Regions from separate parts of the Mus musculus genome. Here all the other regions are linked to region 4. Evidence: chromatin contacts called from public promoter capture Hi-C data. All regions are on one chromosome and are shown on one strand. The core of a region is the stretch at or near the end of the contact, and the rest is flanking DNA. Distances in the headings are between cores, read along the strand shown. Region 1 holds the start of Camta1 (calmodulin binding transcription activator 1). Region 2 holds the start of Dnajc11 (DnaJ heat shock protein family (Hsp40) member C11). Region 3 holds the start of Dhrs3 (dehydrogenase/reductase (SDR family) member 3). Region 4 holds the start of Ubiad1 (UbiA prenyltransferase domain containing 1).

Region 1 (3,138 bases), core at 357-2,856, 3.4 Mb before region 4:
CCTTTTTTTTTGAGGCTCATAAAATTAAAGTTTGTTGAAGAATGAGTATACAATACAAAACATTCTTTTGGGACATCTTTATTTTTGGAACAACCTAAGCAATTCTCAACGGTGACCATCATAAGAAGACCACACGTTGTTAGGATTGGCACAGACTGGCTTTGACGATCAATCCTAACGCCAAAACACTCGATCGACTTTTCAGTGTTTCTGCTAGTAGCAAACGGAGAGAGAGAGAAAAAAATGTTGAGGAATCAAACAGTGCAAGTTTACAGAGAGGATCTGGAGCTCAGCTGCTTTTCATTAAAGTGCATTCTCCTTCCTTCCCTCCCGCTTCCCTTCAGTGCACCTGCAGAATCCCTGCATGGTGTTTGCCCTCCCTCTTCTCCTTCCCTTTTATTTTTCTATGTGCGGAATTCCTGCACTCTGCCCTTCCCCTCCCTCTCTCCTTCCATCCTTTCCTCTATTTTCTGGCCACGTTCAGAGCCCCTGATTTCTCTCGAGAAGGCGCAGTACTTTGCAGCTCTTCTGGCCCGGGCTTGTGTCTGCAGGGCGTGCGAATCTCTCCGGTGTGGACCTACAGGCAGGAGAGCTGCGCGGAGCTGCGGCTGGAACCCGACCGAAGCGCCGGGAGCCCGGGAGGGATTGGCTAGGCTAGCCGAGGTCGAGCGTTCCGAGCCCTAGATCCGCGGCTGCAGCCTGGGACAGGCACCTATGACTCATCGGCTCCGCCGGTCACATGGGCAACGTGACCAAAATAAAGTTTCAGTATTTTAAGCCGCTAGAAAAGGGGACAGAGGAGCGCAAGGCAGGCGGGAGCGTAGGGTGGCCGCGGGGACGCTGCGCCGGCCGAGGGGGCGGGGCTGAGGCCAGGAAGGGGCGGGATTTGGCCGAGGGGCGTGGTCTGCCGGGAGGTGCGCCCCTCCCCCGTGTCGGGCAGCGACGCCCCGACTCTCGGCTAAACGGTTCGGGAACGCTGTGAACCGGCACGCCTCGGTGCCTTACGTATCCCTCCGGCAGGGCCGCCCCCCGCCAGCGCCGCAGGCTGCGGGATCCCGGAGATCCCAGCGTGTCCTCCGAAGACACCGGGACCCCCACGCGCCAGCAGCGGCTTCCCCGGGAACGTCCTTCAGCTCCCGGAGCACGCGGGAAAAGCCCCAGCACACCAATGAGCGAGCGCCTTCCTCATGACGGTCACGCTGGGGGGCGGGGCTTCCCACAGCCGTTCCCGAGTTCCGGGAACCCCCTTTGATTGGTCTGGACGGCTTGGGAAACACTGTAGTGACGTCCAATCAAAACACCACGTCTCGGCCTCGAGGAAATATTCCGTGTCAGCCTCATCCTGATTGGGCCATCCTTTCGACCTCTGTCCACTAGGAAGCTTTGTTTAGGTCTGGAGGGCGGGTTTTCCCGGGAGTGGGTGGGGAGGGGGCGTTGATTCCAGGCCAATCACTTTAGTCGGTGCGGTGGTGATCAGCCAATGGACAGGGTGGATAGGACGCTCCTCCCGGAGAGTAGTGAGACCCCTGGTGCGGTCCGATTGGTCGCGGGAGCCGTGACTGGCAGACGCACCAACCAGTGGGCGCTGTGCGTGGGCCGCGGGGCGGGGCCAGGGCGGGTGCGCGGCGGCGGCGGGGTGGCTGGGCCGGCGGCGGCGGCGGTACGAGGCGCGCGCTCGGGGTCCCGGTCGCGAGGAGGAGGAGGATGTGGCGCGCGGAGGGGAAATGGCTGCCGAAAACAAGCCGGAAGGTGAGAGCCGGAGCGTGAGGGCCCGGGGCTGTCAGGGTGGCGGCGACACGGCGAGCCCGGGGCCGCGCCGGACATCCCGGGCATCGGCGGCGCGGGGCGCGAGCGCGGGGGCGCGGCGGGCGCGGGGAGGGCGCCGGCGGGGTGGGGGGGGCGGAGCGCGGCCGAGTCCTGAGGTGACTCGCGGGCCGGCCGAGCGGGGCGCCCCGCACCCAGCCCCGGGGGCGGCAGGCCGGGGCGGGGGGCGCGCGGGGCGGGGGCCGGGCCCAGCGAGGAGGAGGAGAAGCCGCGACGCCTCCCGCACCCGGCCCGGGGCATCCCCGCCGTGTCGGTCGGGGTGTCAGGGGGCCGCGGGGCGGAAAGTTTCCCGGGCCGCGGGGGCTCGCGGGCACCGGTGCCGGCGGCCGTAGCGGCGTCAGGGCCGGACGTTCCCCTCCACAGCCCCCCTCGGGCCGCGCGGCGCCTCCTAGCGCCGGCGTGGGGGGTGTCCCCGCGCGGGTCCCCGCCAGGGGGCCCCCCTCGTGCCGAGCGCCCCTCGGCCGAGGCCCCGGGCGACCCCTCCCCCAGCAGGGCCGGGGTCCTCGCGCGGCCTCCCCGCCCCTCACAGCATGCTCTTCCACACTTGCCCTTGCACCCTCACTACCGGGAGGGTGGGGTCTCCACACTGCCATGCCCTTTACCTTCCGTGACCCCGATCCTCTCCGAGCACTGAGGGTTCCGTGTCAGCCTGTCCCCTTTTTGAGGGGACTCTCGTGGGGCCGCGGAGCCTCTGCACGCTGGGTTAATCTTTTTTTTTTTTTTTGGCCAGGACAAGGGGACTCGGGGCTACCCATGTTCTTCCTTCTTAGCTCACCCAGTGGCTTGTGGGGCCCTGTGCAGCTCTGAAGTCATTTCTAAATAGGCAGGCAGACACTTCTTCCAGATCTGTACTCTTTCCGTACACTTTCCTGGGTTAGGGTGAGCTCATTTCCTGAACACCCTTCGAGTTGCCCTCTTTCTTGTTGGGAAAACCGGACGCTCCAATGCTCCTCTCCCTAGCTGTCTGCCTCTCTCCTTGGAGTTCCCTGTCTGGGCCAGGGTGGGCGCCCCAGTAAGATGTAGGGCAGGCAGGACTTCCGATGTGCCTACCACTTGAGTGTAAGGGACCTCAGTACTTGTTTCTTGCAGGAAAAGAAGGATCTATTGCTTCCCGTTCACTCTTGGATCTTAGGGGGCACCCTTCACCAGTTAACACTATCCCACTGGGAAAAGGGTCCAGTGCCCTTGAATTTGGTGTTCTGATTCCTGTCTTCTGAGCAGAAAGAACCAGACTTTATGCATCCCACTCTCAAGAAGTCTTTGAATCTTTCTTGGAAATAAACTTCCCAATTCTTCTTTTTTTTTTTTTTTTCT
Region 2 (3,175 bases), core at 575-3,074, 3.5 Mb before region 4:
AAGAATGGCGGCTCAATTGCTAACAACCCAGACTAGTCAGAACTCAGAGATTTAAAAGGAAAGAAAACAGCAAACCCATCTCAGAAAGGTCGGTTCCTTTTACCACTCTGCTTCTTCAAGAACCAGGAAATGTCTGGGCCTTGTGCCTCTGGCCTTTATTCCTAGCATTTGAGTGGCAGAGGCAGCCAGATCGCTGCGAGTTCAAGGCTAGCCTGGTCTACACAGTGAGTTCTTGCCAGCACTACACTGTGTCAGGCCCTGTGGCAGAAAAAAAACAAACAAAAACAAAACAACTCAGGGGAAAACCTACAGTTTCATTCAACTGCTAACCTGGAAGTCCAGGAAACGTTTCCTGGAGGAGTTTCTGTGGTAAGCAGTGGCTGATACAGGGCACAGTATAGAGACAAAGAGCTTTGCTGTATGTGGAATGGTAAACTGAGGCAGTAGAGTTCAAGAGCTGGGTTTCTGGAGTTAGACTGCCCAGGGACGAATTGCACCTGTTTGTTCCCTCGATTATAATTACTGGATTGAATATATATATACACATGTATATATGTATACATACATATATACACACATATGTATGTACACACACACACATATATATGTATACATACATATATACTCATTCATACTGGATTGTTATGAGAGCGCCTATCACAATTTAAAGAGACACTGAGTCAGTTCTTTCAGCAGGTGGCTGTGCAGAAAACACTCAGAAAGATATTGGTTATTAGCACACAGACCAACTTTTACTGGCAACTGGGTTAGCTTTGCTGAGGCTAGCACAATTCCCTTACTTTTGATCTTTACCAGAAACCCTAAAAGACAGGATTGGGACTTGTGTGGAAGGACTGACAACTTGGACCCAGCAGCCACAGACCTCTCGAATGCCTTTCGTGACCTGACCTTGGAAGCCTTTCCGGGAACCCTTCTCTGACGGAGCTCAAGTGCGGACTAGCCATAGAGAACAAGAACGTATGCGAGGTATACACGTGCCAGACAGTGCGGACCTCAAGGGTGACTTTTTATTCTCGAGGAGACCGCGTGAATCCACTGGCAAGCACTGGATGCTGAAGTGCGGTCAGAGCGCCGGTGCGTCTCTGGCCTAGCACTTCTTGCTCATCCACGGCCCCCGAGTCGAGGCTGGAGAGGTCTTGCTCTCTGATTTCTGGGCAAAGGCTCAAGGGATCGGAGGAGGACACGAACGCCAGCCTGGGAGGGTAGCCTCTGCTTCGGAAGCACCAGCGATTGAGGGTCCGACCGAACCCTGGAGAGGCTCCCTGTGGCCTTGACCTTGCTGTCCAGGGCTGCGATCGCCCAGCTCCTGGCTCAGGCTGATGACCCTACCCTCTAGCCTAGGGTAGGAGTATGTAGGGGAAGCGTGGGACCTGGTTCCCCACTGCAGCGGCTGCCCCGGGGTCCTCGTCCCCCTTCCGGCAAGTACGTGGGTCCGGGTCCGGGCCAGGCCTGGGCACGGTGCACGCCATGCACGGGTCGCGGAGCGCCAGGCAGACGCTGGACCCGCGCCGGGGCGCGAGGGTCGCGGCGGTGCGGGCAGCTCGACGGCTGGCAGGCGCACACGGCGGCGGGGTCACGCGGCCTCCGGGCCGGGCCGTGGCCTTGCCGGGGCGGCTGCGGGGCCAGAGCCGCCCGTCCGACCGTCCAGAACCACCGAGCCGGGCCTCAGCCTCGCCGACGCCACGCCGCGGGCCTCACCTCCCTGCGCACGTTCAGCAGTGAGTAATAGTCTTCATTGTCCAGCTCCTCCTCGCTCAAGGCCGTCGCCATCTTCGCAACCTTTCACCCCGCCAAACCGGCGAGGCCGTGGTTAAGAGGGTCCGGCGCTGCGTAGCGCTTCCCGCGCGCCTCCCGCCCACGTCACAGCGGCCCCTGGCGGCCCGGAGCCGCACAGCAGCCCTTGGGACGCGCCTGCGCACTGCGCCCCCGCGCGGCCGAGGCCGGAAGCTGGGAGGTGTATATGTATACCAGCCTCTCGTGTGTGTGTGTGTGTGTGTGTGTGTGTGTGTGTGTGTGTGTGTGTGTGTGCAGTCTGTGTGTGTGTGTGTGTGTGTGTGTGTGTGAAACCTGTGTATGTGTGTACCAGCATGTGTGGGTGTGTACACAAGCATGTGTGTGTGTACGAGTGTGTGGTGTTTGTGTATGAGTGGATGCATGGGATGTGTGTATGAGGGTGTAAGGTGTACGTGAGAGTGTTGTGTGTAAGTGTGTGTGTGTGTGTGTGTGTGTGTGTAAGCGTGTGTGGGGTTTGTGAGAGTGTGATGAGGGTATGAGTGGGGTGGGGTGTATGAGTGGGGGTGTCCCGTGTGTTTAAGTGGGGGTGTGGTGTGTGTGTATGAGAGTGTGGGATGTGTGAGAGTGTGGGATATGTGTGTGTGTGTGTGTGTGTGTATGAGCACGTATGGGGTTTGTGAGAGTGTGGTGGGGGTGTGAGTGGGGTTGTGGTGTATGTGTGGGGTTGTGGATGTGTGTTTATAAATGTGTGTTCAAGTGTGGGTCAGTGTATGTGTGTGAGTGGGGGTGTGGGTGTGAGTGGACATATTGTGTGTGTGTTTACGGCTGTGAAAGTGATGGGGTTATGTGGTGTGTGTGTATCTGTATGGGCAGGGTTAGTATTCAACAGGGCCGCACCACACTCATAAGACCCTTATGGCCCAGGTTCTGGGTGGCGGCGAACCCGGGATGGCTGAGCTCCTTCCCCTGTTTTGGAGTCTGTTGTAAAGCCACCCTGAGCCCAGGCACGCATCTCTCCCGGGGCCCACCCACAAGGGAAGCCGCTGGTGGACCCACTTGCTGACTTATGTGTGCTCAGGAAACCTTCAAAGTGGTTACCTACACCCTTTGTGGTCCACAGAGGCTGCCTTATCTTCTGTTTCTGTCATGTTTTGTCTTTTCTTAACCATTGCCCTGAATGTAGGAGCACCTGGCCTTTTTTTTTTTTTTTTTTTTCCCTGCCGCATAAATGAGGAGGCAATATCCATTTGGTTCTTAATTGCGTCTGGCGTGCATATATACCTGTGGTTCCTACCTCAGAGCCATTCTGCTGGAAATTTCTCCTGTATAATTTAGCAGTGGAGTCTAATTGATTTCAACCTGGTGCCTGCTGTTTGGTGCCTTATTAAAAACGTCTTGGTTACAATAATCTAAATATTTT
Region 3 (2,886 bases), core at 26-2,525, 3.6 Mb after region 4:
GGCTACCCCCTCACCCCTCTTTCAGAATTTTAAACACCTGGGCCTCCCAGTCTTTCAGCCGGACTAGACCATCCACGTCAACTCTCTCCTTTACAAATCTGAACCGAGCACCCTATCTCACGTCCCTGCCTAGCTGCAACCTCTCAGCTTGTTTGGGACTAGGCAGCGAGTTGCCAAGCAAAATACCAAGCGCAAGCTAGCAGGGGGTTTGGCTTCCAGCTCTACCTAGGGGCGCGCGCACACCCTGCGCTTGGCAGGGTGCGGGCAAAGAGAGAGAGAGGGCACTACACCTTAGAGAAAGAGTCATGCGGCAAAATGGGTGGGTATTCTAGGTATGGTAGTTGGTAGGGGTAAATAGCCAGCGAGATACCAATCCCAGGGGAGCCAAGCAACTCAGGGCCTGCCAAAACACAGTCCGGTGCCCGGGAAATCTATGAAGGATGAAACCGACTTGCTTCGCAGTCCCAGGTGATGCAAGGAGTGGGTGGCTTGAGACTTTCAGATCGTTGGCGCTGGTTTCCGCACCCGCAGCAGGTGGGAACACCCCCCACGACTGCCTCCCCCTCCCTGCGTGCCAGAGTCCCTTTACCCTCAGCGCCCACTCCAGGTGTCGCAGTGCCACCCCGCCCCCACGCCGTGTACCTTTCTGGCGCCACGCTCTGCGAACTCCCGAGCGAGGTGGCGTCCGATGCCTCTCCCACCGCCGGTGATGAGGACTGACTCCCGCGACAAGTCCCGAAGCTTGGGGGGCAACACCATTCCCACGGCTGCTTTGGTTACCAAATAGATCATTTGCAGAGGGAACACTACCAGCGCGCCCAGCCATTTCCACACCATCCTCCGCGCGGAGGAGCGGGGTACAGGGGGAGGTGGTAGGAGGCGGTGGACAAAACTCCCCGGACAGGAATTAAAAAAAGATAGAAAGAAAACTCCCCCAAACAATAATAAACTAAATAAGGAAAAGGAGGCGTCCCACCTGGTCACTCTTGAACTGATCTCCTTTCAGATGTAAAGGACAGGGCGAGGAAAAATGGGAGGAAAAAGAAAAAAAAAAGAAAAAGAAAAAAAAGATAAACTCTGCTCTGGCGGAGAGGTAAAAAGCGTCTCAGAAGATTGGGACGGTGAGAGGGGCTGTGGAGAGTCCAAGGGGTGGGAAGTTTTAACAAGAAGTTTCTTGCCCCAACAGCCGTTTCGGCTGGGAAATTCACAGGTAATGTTTACAGACCGACAGAAGAGTTTAGGCAAGGCCAGGGACGAAAAAAAAAAAAAAAAAAAGCACCAACCACAGCGCGCACACAGCTACAGTCCGCGGTTTCAAAGTGCAAGATTAACAAAACAAACAAACAAAAAAGCTGTTTCCCAATTGTAGCGCCCCCCTCCAACTTTCTCCAGAAAAAGAAAGGGGGGAAAAAACCACACACAAAAACACCACACACAAAACCTGGGGAGTGATTGCAGCTCCCAATTTCAGTCCGCGAAAGTCTCCCGACTCATTGCTATTCTTGGGCTCAGGAAATTGCTTAAACGCGATCTGATTGCCAGCACCGTGCAGGAGAAGTGGGGGGTCCGGGTGTCAGTTTCTTCTCGTGCACAGCTCGCCCTCGCGCGCGCCCGCTCTCTCCGGTTCCCTCCTCCCTCTCTTGCAGCCCGGGCTGGGAGTTGCCGCTCGGTGTGGCTCCCTCTCTTCCCCCCTCCCCTTTAGTATTTATTGCCTTCTTTTTTGTTCTTTCCAACTTGGTCGGGCCCGTACTGTGGAGCACTCGTGGATAGGACGCCCTAGTCTGCACCGCCCTATTACTTCGTCCGCGGGGCAGCTGCGGCGTGGACCGAAAGGGCGCCCCCTCCTTTTTTTTTTTTTTTTTTTTTTTAATACCCCATTAAGTCTGATTGACAGTTAAAGTTGTTGGGAGGCTTCACTATCGTGCCTCTGAGTGGCTGCGGCGACTTCCCCTCCCCCTGCGCCGTGGCGGGGCACGCGCCTAGGCGCGCACCCGGTCTCGCTGCGTCTCGCACTCCCCTGGGACTCGCTTCTCATTTCTGCAAGCTGGAACTTGCTGCCCTAGTCCCCGAGGGCTCGCAGCCGGAACTCGAACACGCTGCAACCAACTCTGGCAAGCCAGCTTGCTGTATCAGACCTGGCTCCCAGCCTGGGCCAGGTGACCACCCCTGAGCGGCCGGGCAAACCGAGGGGAAACTCGCGCATGCCTTGATGCTATTGGGTCGCCAAGGGTTCATTTCAGGTCACTTGGTCATTCTTCTGCCTCCAGGTAGGACCAGGAGGTTATGTTTCATCATTGCCTGATTCCCATTTTCCTTCAAAGAGTGTACATCCGAAGTTGTATTAACGTGAAGTCTCTCACGTTGAGGTAGAGGGACCCCTTGGGAGGCAGGATTTTGCTTTGGGAGAAAGGGGAGCAGGGCAAAGGACCTCTAACCCCAGGTGCCAATAAAATCCCCATAAGATTAGCTGGGAGCTTATTTATTGCTTATCTGGGCTAGAATTACCTTGACTGACAGCAATTTCCTTAATAACAGAAGCCTGTAAACAACACGTCTTCAAAGCTATGCCACTGTTCAGTTCATCCAGTGTCCCCTCTCTGGGTGCCCTTACCCCGCTGACCTTTTGGGCACCCACCTTGTAACCTCTTGCCCACCCCTTGTAAGAACGTCTCCCTGTTGGGAGGGCGGGACCCAGCTATTTAGACTTGCCTGTTGCGGGAAGTCTAGGAGGTGAGTCATGAGAAGCAGGCCCAGTTAAAAGTGCTGATGAGACTTGCCACCCGCCCCCTCTGCACATCCCTGGGCGGGAGAGGGAGAGACAGCCAGGGAGCCTGCCCTATAATCTGGGGCAGCCCTTTCCAGCCCTGGACGTGTTCAGGCTGGGAG
Region 4 (3,203 bases), core at 231-2,730:
TTGAACTGACCGATCCTCTTGCCTCTGGAGTGTTAGACTAAAAGGCATGTGCCACCTTGCCTGGCCTAACATCTGTGTGGGTTTTTTGTGGTTTTTAATTTTTCCTGATCATTTATTTTTTAAAATTCACTTTACATCCCCATCGCAGCATCCCCTCCCTCCAACATTTCAACTCTCGTTGAGTACCAGCTGTTCTTTCACAGGACTCAGGGGCAGTTCCCACGTTAGGATGTTCACAAAAGCCTGCAGGGTGTAGGGTTGGGATGTAGCTCAGATAGTAGATTATCTGCCTAGCATGTGGAATCCCCAGCACCCCATAAAACCAAGTGTGGGTGAATGCTTGTAATTCCAGCACTCAGGGAGTTGGAGGAGATTCAAGGTTGGATCAAAATTTCAAGGTCATTATGGGCTACATTGCCAATTTCTAGCCAGCCTGAGCTATATAGGCCCCTGCCATTTTATTATTGGATTTTTTATGAATAGGTGTTTTGCCTGTATATATGTATATCTAGTGTGATCTTCTTGCATGTATGCATGCCTGGTGCCTTTAAAGGCCAGAATAGGGGGTCAGATCCCCTGGAACTGGAGATACAAGCAGTTGTGAGCTCTTGGGGGTGCTAGGAATCAAACCCTGTTCTTTGGAAGGGCAGCTAATGCTCTTAACCGCTGAGCCATCAGTCCTGGCCCTGTCTCCAGAAACAAAGCAAAAAACCATGTAGGTCTTTACATCTTAGTACACAGAAAGCTTCCTACTTCTTTTTCTTCCAGCTATACATACATGTTCCATCACATAGTACCGCATTTTCTTTTCCAAGCTCTTGGCTTATGAACACTTCTCTTTTCTTCTTTCGGTCTCTCCTCTCTTCCCTTCCATTTCCTTTCCTTTCTCCTTCCCTTCCCTCTTCTCCATCTCCTTTTTGCAGGGTGGTGGTGGCACACACCTTTAATCTTACTCAGCTCCTGGGAGGCAGAGGCAGGTAAATCTGAGTTCGTGGCCAGCCTGGTCTACAGCGTGAGTTCCAGGACAGCCAGGGCTACATACACTGAGAAACTTTGTCTTGAAAACCGAAAACCAAACAAAAAGATAATCTCACGAAGCTTGAGTTGGCTTCAAACTCACTATATAATAAGGGATGTCCTTGAATTCTCTTCCTGTCGTCGTCTCCCAAGTTCTAGGGCCATAAGGATGCACCACCAGCCCAGCAATGCGCACAATACTTTCAACGTAGGATGTATTGGGGTAACCACAAATGAGTCTTATTTCTTATTTCAGTAAGTGAACCTGCCCAGTATAACGCAAAGCGACACGCCCTGAAATCCCAGGAGGGCTAAACAGCTGCTTCTTTCCAGTGACTTGCTTTTAGCTAATTTGTTGAACCTGGGCTCTGGCCTTTGACCACACCCCTCTCCGACCACGCCCCTCGCCGGCCTTCACCGGGCCCTGCCCGCCCCAGGTCCGAGTTTCCGGGCCGGCCTCCTGAGGCCGACGCACAAGATGGCGGCGCCGTCCGCCCGATAGGGGTTGCGGGCTGAGGCGGGTTATTGAGTTGTGGCACGGGGGAAGCGACCCCAGACAGGCTTCGCTCAGGTGACAGGTGGGCGGGCAGCGCCGCTGGCCCCGTGGCGGTGCATGGCCTGGTTGCTGTCTTCAGTTTTCCCCGCCTCCCAAACCCTGACCGGGGGCGGAACCAGAGAAAGGTCAGGCCAGGCTGTCCCGCCTGTCTCCGTCCTGGGGCGGTCCCCTTGAGTGGCTCACTTTTAGAATTGACTTTAGCCACGTGTAGCTTCCATGGCTGCGGTACAGGCCCCGGGGGAGAAGATTAATATCCTGGCAGGAGAGACAGCCAAGGTCGGGGACCCGCAGAAGAACGAATGGCCCGAGCAGGACAGGCTTCCCGAACGATCCTGGAGGCACAAGTGCGCCTCCTACGTGTTGGCCCTGAGGCCCTGGAGCTTCAGTGCCTCACTCACCCCTGTGGCCCTGGGCAGTGCCTTGGCCTACAGGTCTCAGGGTGTCCTGGATCCCAGGCTGTTGTTGGGTTGTGCAGTGGCTGTCCTGGCTGTACACGGGGCCGGCAATTTGGTCAACACATACTATGACTTTTCCAAGGGCATTGACCACAAAAAGAGTGATGACAGAACTTTGGTGGACAGAATTCTGGAGCCCCAGGATGTTGTTCGATTTGGAGTCTTCCTCTACACCTTGGGCTGCGTCTGTGCTGCTTGCCTCTACTACCTGTCCGCTCTGAAATTGGAACACTTGGCTCTCATCTACTTCGGAGGCCTGTCTGGCTCCTTTCTCTACACAGGAGGTAAGAATTGGCCTGTTTCCTGCTCTAAGGTCCCAGTTGCCTAAACTGGAAACTGCTACCTTCCATAGGAATGGTAGACGTGTCAAAGACGCCTTACTAAAGTAGGCCACTTGACTGGAAATCCAAAATGTGTGTATCGTGGATACTTTGAAACCTTAAGTTGTGAAAATACTGGTTTGGCAGTGGATTATGAACACTGCTCCCCCGATGGAGACATGGCTTAGCCTTTAAGATCTCTTACTGTGGGCTGGAGACCCCCCTACAGTTGGCTTAGTGGTTAAGAGCACAGGCTGCTCTTCCACAGGTCCTGAGTTCAATTCCCAGCAACCACATGGTGGCTCACAGCCATCTGTAATGGGATCTGATTCCCTCTTCTGGCATGCAGGCTTACAGTGCAAACAGAGCATTCATGTACATAAAATACAGAAATAAATAAATGTTCATACTTACCTGGCAAGGGAGATGCCATGATCTCAAAGGTGGTTTTCCTGGCCAAGACTTCTCTATTGTACTCCAATATGCTGACCCCTGTGATTTCCCCAAAGGTGGGAAACTCAACTGCACTATATATAAAACTGCTTTTATAGAGGACCCATGTTCTGTTCCCAGCACCCATGTTGGGTGCCTGACAAACATATTTAACTTCAGCTTCATGAGATCCAACACCCCCTTGGAGCCCCAGTTGGCATCAGCACACATGTGCACACACATATCAATAAAATTTTAAGCTGGGCAGTAGTGGCGCACGCCTTTAATCCCAGCACTTGGGAGGCAGAGACAGGCAGATTTCTGAGTTCGAGGCCAGCCTGGTCTACAGAGTGAGTTCCAGGACAGCCAGGGCTATACAGAGAAACCCTGTCTCGAAAAACCAAACCAAACCAAACAAACAAA

Evidence for each region. Promoter capture Hi-C pulls out the DNA fragments that hold promoters and counts their contacts.
Region 1: a promoter capture Hi-C map of pre-B cells shows a contact between it and region 4. The contact joins the promoter of Camta1 here to the promoter of Ubiad1 in region 4. A contact is called at or near these places in 1 of 39 promoter capture datasets (pre-B cells) and 2 of 484 Hi-C or Micro-C datasets (CD8 T cells and pre-B cells).
Region 2: a contact with region 4 is called in a promoter capture Hi-C map of pre-B cells. The contact joins the promoter of Dnajc11 here to the promoter of Ubiad1 in region 4. A contact is called at or near these places in 1 of 39 promoter capture datasets (pre-B cells), 1 of 484 Hi-C or Micro-C datasets (B cells) and 1 of 9 other capture datasets (liver).
Region 3: a contact with region 4 is called in a promoter capture Hi-C map of pre-B cells, with 6 times the contacts expected there. The contact joins the promoter of Dhrs3 here to the promoter of Ubiad1 in region 4. A contact is called at or near these places in 2 of 39 promoter capture datasets (liver and pre-B cells).

Annotation. Positions count from the first base shown.
Region 1 is chr4:151,860,236-151,863,373 of GRCm38.p6, reverse strand. Camta1 (calmodulin binding transcription activator 1) reads left to right here and starts at 1,606. Exons shown (of 24, transcript NM_001081557.3): 1 at 1,606-1,749. The coding sequence starts at 1,705. The region is part of intron 2 of Gm42357 (a long non-coding RNA gene); the gene reads right to left. 9230110K08Rik (a long non-coding RNA gene) reads right to left here and starts at 1,630. Exons shown (of 2, transcript XR_390981.3): 1 at 517-1,630; 2 at 63-210.
Region 2 is chr4:151,932,369-151,935,543 of GRCm38.p6, reverse strand. Dnajc11 (DnaJ heat shock protein family (Hsp40) member C11) reads right to left here and starts at 1,824. Exons shown (of 16, transcript NM_172704.3): 1 at 1,720-1,824. The coding sequence starts at 1,791.
Region 3 is chr4:144,891,466-144,894,351 of GRCm38.p6, reverse strand. Dhrs3 (dehydrogenase/reductase (SDR family) member 3) reads right to left here and starts at 1,275. Exons shown (of 6, transcript NM_011303.7): 1 at 643-1,275. The coding sequence starts at 837. It also overlaps a transcript of Vps13d not described here.
Region 4 is chr4:148,443,037-148,446,239 of GRCm38.p6, reverse strand. Ubiad1 (UbiA prenyltransferase domain containing 1) reads left to right here and starts at 1,480. Exons shown (of 2, transcript NM_027873.3): 1 at 1,480-2,312. The coding sequence starts at 1,790. It also overlaps the pseudogene Gm23303.